Linked DNA regions of Gossypium hirsutum: region 2 is linked to region 1. A link is a contact called in public Hi-C data. All regions are on one chromosome and are shown on one strand. Each heading gives the region's core, a stretch centred on a gene start, on an enhancer-like site or on the middle of the called end of the contact. The rest is flanking DNA. Distances are from core to core; before and after follow the strand shown.

Region 1 (3,454 bases), core at 720-3,219:
AGACAAAAGAAATGAGTATGGTCTTTTTATGTACAACTGCAGTTTCATAGAAAGAAGAAAAAAATATCTGAGTAATCCTGTATTAACGAGAGAAAGGCTTGTCTTTTGCATTAGTGATACATAAACCATTAGGCCAACTAAAGGGAACAGCCTTAACTCATAATGATAATTACCTCAATGCACAATGTAGCAGCTTCTCTAATGCTCTGAATTGAGTCATTCAACATCTGTAAAATCTGGGAAAAAAATAGAGAAGAAAACACACACACACACAATGAGCATAAAAAAGAAGTTATTTCCGAAAGGAATGATATTTGGGAGTTATTTATTCCTAACCACCAGTCCCTATGGACATACCGGAGGAAGAATAGCCTTCATGAACTCCATCGACGTAAAAACAGTGATAGCAGAAGTGACAGTCCTCATAAACTCTTCACGAACTCTCAGGCTGTTATGCGCCCAGGTTATCGGCCCAACTTTATCTACAATAATAGCTGGAGAAGAAACCTGCAGGATTAATAATTAATTACAAGCAATTAGGTCCATCCATTGCAGAGTAAAATATATAGCTTGGAGTCGGACCCTACATAGAAATGGCTTGATATTTTATAAGAAAAAGCAAGGTTCTAGCAAATGCTGCTCAAGCGAAATTCAGCCCTTACCATACTGAAAAAGTTTTAACGCATAAAATTGAAAACAATTGGATTAGAACACGGTTAAGCCTATTATCCACAATTATGGAAACAGCAGAACAAATCGACCTACAGCAACTAGCAACTCGGCAAGATTTTTCTTTCTTTTATTGAAAAAAAAAAAAGCCTCAACGAAAAACCATAAAGCCAAATGAAAATTTAGGAAAAGGGGATAAAATTATATTTGAAAAAATTAAAGACTTTTGAGTTCAATTTGAAAATATTAATTGATAAAGACAAAAATAAAGTTAAACTAAAATTGACCTAATCAAGTTTTAATCAACCATAGAAAAAAAAATCCAAAATTCAAAAGGAAAAATATAGCAAAATCTTAGAAGCCTAGAAAATAACTGCTCTTAGAGGAATCATCAGAAGTATTAACTTATTAAAAGGAACTGCTCTTAGGCTAAATAAATTCACTTGAAAGAGATTAATTGATAAAGACTCGTATAATTATACATCAAACAGAGAAAAGCAAAAAAATAACAATAATCCATAATCCAAAAGGAAAAAGGAAGAAGAATAGTGAAAACCTTGAAAGGCTAAAACAGAACTGCTCTTAGAGGAATAATTAGAAGCCCCAGAAAACTCCAAGGTATTGAAAAGCTAATTGCATTTCAAATCACAATGTATGACATAAAAGGAAGGTAAACAACAAACCTCCATGAAAGTCAACAACAGCCCTCTAGCTGCATCACGTAAAGGCTGCTTATTATCCCCTAAACACTCCACAATTGCAGGTAAAACCCCATCAAAATGCAGCTTCAAGTTGTCAGCTGAGAGCACGGCAGCAGATGCTAGACACTGGAGAGCTCCCAAAGAGGCGTTTAAGTTAGATGGGTCATTGAGAAGGTGAATACAAGTTGAAACAAGAGATTCAACGTCGGAAGAAGACAAGGGTCCAGTGGAAGACTGGAGAAGAGAATGAAGAAGCTCAGCCCCTGTTGCTCGGTCCTTTGGGTCCTTGGAACGTGCTAGTTCAAGGAGTTTCTCCATTGGGTTGAAGCTGAAAATGGAAGATCTATGATGGGAAGAAGTGGGAGTTAATGCAAGGCTAAACCAAAGGGGAAAAAGATAAATGGAGGCAGTGAGAGCATTGGAGCTTAGTGAGAAGTAAACCAGAAGCCTTCTTTATGAAAATGCAAGCTTTTTTTCAGCCTTTACAACGTGAGAACGAAGGAAAGAACATTGCTCAGTGGGTATACTTTTAAAAGATTTAAATTCTAAAAGAAGTATGCGAAAATCAAGATTATTTATCATAAAAAAATATTAAAAACCCAGAATTTTTCTCACTTTTTGTTTGAAATTTTTATGAGAGCAATGGCAAACTTACACCATGTTTGGTTGGGTGTATTGGCTACACCCCTAATCGGTGGGCCCCATTTAATCCCACTTCAATCCTCTATTTGGTTTAGGGTATTGGCTAATACCCGTCTATTACATTACACCCCTAATCTTCAAAATTCACCGATTTCTATTACGTTCCTCTTTCTCAGATTAGGTGCTGCTTGAGTTTTAGACCCTGTTTTACCCTCCTGCTTCCCCTTTCCGTCTTCTGTTTCTTCCTTCTGTCTTTCTTTTGCTGAAGATTACAATAGAATCGACGCTTGGCCTTCTCAACCTTTTATTTTCGGAGTTTACTGCAACTGGAAAGGTAAATTCATATTTCTAACTCTCCTTTGCTCTCAAATTTATATGGATTCCTGTATTTTAATTAGCTTAAGTTCCGAGTAGATTTCTATTTCTTAAAGGTTTTTGTTGCTGGTGGAAATTGGAACTCGATTGCTCTATTTGTGGACTGATGTAACCTATTCATTATCGTTTTCTTGAAAAACTCTATTATTGATAATCTGCTCTCAACTTTATCAGGAAAAACCAGTCAAGCCGAAGCCTGCACCTGCGGCCATCTCAAGCACAGCTTTGAAGCAAGCTTCAGGTTCTTTATTTTCTTAGTTCTGTATTTGGAAAGATCAACCTGCTTTTATCTTTTATTTGAAAAAAAGGAGATTCTATCCAGGAAATATTTTTTATATTTATGCCTTCTCTTTTTCTTTTTCTTTTCTTTTTTGGTAACAATAATATCTTATAGCTTAAAAGATATTCTATCCTTGATCCTTTTGTGAGCTATTAAGTATACTAAGAATTAAGTCACTGCAGATGCAGCTGAAAATGCAAGTAAGGAATTAGATCTTAGTGTACCTCCTATTCATGTTGATCCAAGTCAATTCAACAGTGTTCTCCATAAAGGAAAGGATGATGCTGACACAAATTGTTGGACTTCTCCTGGTGGTGCGGGATTTATGATAAGAGGACAGACATACTTAAAAAATAGTGCCAAGGTGAGGTTTTCCTACCCTTGTTAATCATTTGACATGCATTTTTCATTGTTTTTATTTGTTCTGAGTGCACTCTTATCATCTTATATCATCAAAGCATGAAATTAAGAGTATCTGGTTTATTATAATGGAAAATTGAGATACAAATTGGAATGACAGTTGTCTGCTTCGTGTGTAGTTCTACTCATTCATTATGCTCTCATCCTGAGTTGATACATATGTTTCTATTGGTCAGTTCATATTGATTCTGTTAGCTATTGGTGTGATGCAGTTTCATTTACCTAATCTTGCCAGGTCTGGTTTCTAAATTGGATTAAGAAACCAAAATCGACTTTACATTTATAGTTTTACTGGTATTTCTGTCTTACCTTGTATTCTTTGTTTGGTTTCAAGGTTGAGACCCTCTCATTCAGTTCAGTAGTTGGA
Region 2 (3,066 bases), core at 499-2,998, 170 kb after region 1:
AAGTGGTAGAGTTTGGGAACATGTAAACCAGTGGGATTTCGATTCTCGTCCACACTTTTATCTTCTTTGGACTCATTACTATCTAACTTATTGCTATAAGTGTTAACATCTACACTGGATAGCCTGCCCCCCATGACTATTATGTTTTGTAAGATTTGGTCTTTTTTTTTTCATTACCCTTCTTATTGGTTAATACATTTCTCCTGGGGGGAAAGTGTTTGGTTGGATTGTTCTCTAGTTGGTCTTAATACCCTTTGTATTGTAGTTGTAGAATAATAGAAATGGTTGGTGAAATTGCAAAATTGTGATTTTATTTGTATGTTTGGACGTCGGGTTTGCCTATATTCTTGCCTAACTGATAATATCACAATTTTTAAACCAGAAAATAATACTGACAACATCAGAACATTATTTTCGCTTAGCTAAACACGGTTTGCTCTTGAGTTTTGAAGGAAACAACAACCAAGGCAATTTGGCTTATATAGAAATTAAAATAAATTAAGGGTCCAAAGAAGTAAAGCCCTCTTTAATAGGCACCTGCTGAGTAAATAATTTGTCAAAATGTCTTCTTTTTTTATTTTTTCCTGTTTTAATCTCCATTTGTTGGCCACAGAAGGCCACTAGAAGGTCATGGACATCAAATTAATATATGTATAACACTAAGGAGGTTTACGTTGTCTCATTATTCTTTCAGTTGTAATGTTATATTGTTGTTCCTTAGGTTTCGCATCTTCATAAAATCTTGCACTTTAGCATAATCATCTTAGACTAAAGTAACTTCCATTAAACTAAGAGTCTTTACCAAGCACTCTACTTGCTGTTCAACACCATAATCTCATCTTTTATTTGACTCCTTTTCCTAGGAATTTTTGGTCAGCCTCAGCATGGATAACTCATCAAATATATCATTTCTATTGATTATAAATTTGGGTAACTTCAGATTAGGACACTAAAATCTATATCACTTCACCCCTTGGTTTTATCTAGGAAATAAACATTTCTTTGCCTCAATTTTAAGTTTCCCTTTATTAATATAAGCATAAGCAGGGCAATCAAACACTCTTAAACCAAAGGAATGAATAGGAGAACTAAACCATACTTAGGATTCTTCAGATTAATTATTATAAATGGAGATCAGTTTATCAAATAGTATATTCAAAATTACAATTAAAGTCTTCTCCAAGTTTAGCATTTCATTACATATATTGAGCTCGTTCTAAAAGAGTCATGTTAATGAATTCTAAAAATCCATTTTGTTGTGATGTATGGTGAATAGTACGATGTCTTAGTATTCCTTTTGTTTTCTGTAGAACTTATTAAATTCATTCGAGCAATATTCCAAGCTATTATCCATTTGAAGCCACTTGATCTTCTTCCTCGAATTAGAATTTATATGCAAGTTTATTTAGTTATTCAAATTGTTGAAAGGCTGATTGGGGGTTATTGGTTAGTTTGTAATTCTAACTAAATATCATTACTTAGTTAAGTAGTTAGGGACTAAAGTGTTGATGTATAAATAGTTGAGGGTGTAACTTAAGGATTGATCATTTTTTATCTCTTAATAAGAAGTTTTCTTCTGAGAGTTTACAATTCCCCTTTTTCTTAGCCCTAACTATTGACGGAACTTCGTTGCTCTATTTCTCTGTGTTCATCACCGGTGTACCAACATCATACGACGGTTGATGATGATTTTTAGCATGGTATTAGAGCTACCGGTGGCACTCCTTCTCCGGCCGTCGTGAGTCCATTCTCCGTCTTTCTTCACTATTTACAGACGTGGTTTTCCTATTCTTTCTGCATTCTTTTTGTTGGTCGCTTGTGTGCTAGCTGCTGGTTGTTGATTGTTTGCGATGGTGACTCCTGCAAATTGTGTTGATTTTAATCATCCATTATACTTGCATCCATCGGATACTCTAGGTACACAATTGGTTTCTTATCAACTTCTTGGAACCGAGAACTTTACTGTTTGGAGTCATGCAATGCGAATCGCATTGATAGCAAAGAATAAGTTAGGTTTTGTTGATGGTTCTTATTCTAAAGAATCGGTGACAGCCGATTTGCAGCCACAATGGGATAGATGCAATGCTTTAGTGTTGTCATTGATTTTAAACACTGTTAGTAAGGAGCTTTCGGTTGGAATAGTATTTGCTTCCAGTGCTGCCTCAGTTTGGATTGATCTTTATGAACGTTTCAACAAGATAGATGGTTCTCGAATTTTCTTTTTGCATCGAGAAATTGCTTCTCATATTCAGGGGACTACATCGGTGTCTTTTTATTTTACTAAAATGCGTTTGTTGTGGGATGAGTATGATACACTTGTGGTTTTTTCCTCTTGTGGCTGCTGTGAACATTCAAGGCAGAATGCTGAACACATTGTTCAGAAACGGTTGTTCTAGTTTTTAATGGGGCTGAATAAAACTTATAGTGCTGTTCGTAGTCAGATCTTATTGATGATTCCATTGCCTACTGTGAGTCAGGCTTATTCCATGTTAATGCAAGAGGAAGCTCAGTGATTTCATGCTTCAGGACCAGTTGCTTCTGAACCAACATCAGTGTTTTCGACTAATGCTGCTCAGAAAAAACGGTTTAATGGTATTTGTGACCATTGTAAAGTCAAGGGACACAAAAGAGAGAACTGTTTCCAGCTAATAGGATATCCTCCTGATTTTAAGTTCACCAAAAGGAAGACTATTAATTCTAGTAACTTAGTGGTGACTAATGTGACTGCAGCTGAGACGGTGGACAAAATGGCTAATGTAGACTCGTCTCACACACCGCAAGCTCCCGTCTTCACACAAGCTAAATATCAACAAATATTAAGCTTGTTGAACAAAGAGTTCTCTGTCACGCCTGCTGCAAGTTTGGCCGAGACTAGTTTGGCAGGTATGGTGTTACCTTGTGAATGGATATTAGACACTGGTGCTACTAACCATATGTTGTCTGACTTTCATTGTTTAGAATCTGTTGTTTCATGTGCATCATCTTCGTCTTGCATTCGGTTACCTACTGGTTCATCCTCGCCAATCACACACACTGGTTCTTGCACCATTTCTCCTGATATTAAAC

The links. A called contact is a pair of places that touch in the nucleus more often than the background predicts.
Region 2: a contact with region 1 is called in a Hi-C map of leaf, with 1.8 times the contacts expected there. The contact joins the enhancer-like site here to the promoter of LOC107888786 in region 1. A contact is called at or near these places in 2 of 34 Hi-C or Micro-C datasets (leaf and petal).

What each region holds. Positions count from the first base shown.
Region 1 is chrA09:49,513,641-49,517,094 of Gossypium_hirsutum_v2.1, forward strand. LOC107888786 (protein ENHANCED DISEASE RESISTANCE 2-like) reads left to right here and starts at 1,970. Exons shown (of 8, transcript XM_016812992.2): 1 at 1,970-2,346; 2 at 2,562-2,628; 3 at 2,850-3,031. The coding sequence starts at 2,993. It overlaps LOC107888788 (CLIP-associated protein), which reads right to left and starts at 1,727. Exons shown (of 22, transcript XM_016813002.2): 1 at 1,353-1,727; 2 at 358-507; 3 at 174-236. The coding sequence starts at 1,688.
Region 2 is chrA09:49,684,478-49,687,543 of Gossypium_hirsutum_v2.1, forward strand. No RefSeq gene overlaps it. Among protein-coding and RNA genes, the nearest start is that of LOC121206797, 57 kb to the left of the region's middle. Within about 2 kb of position 1,749, at least 6 of the 9 cell types and tissues checked have an H3K27ac peak or open chromatin away from gene starts, as enhancers often do.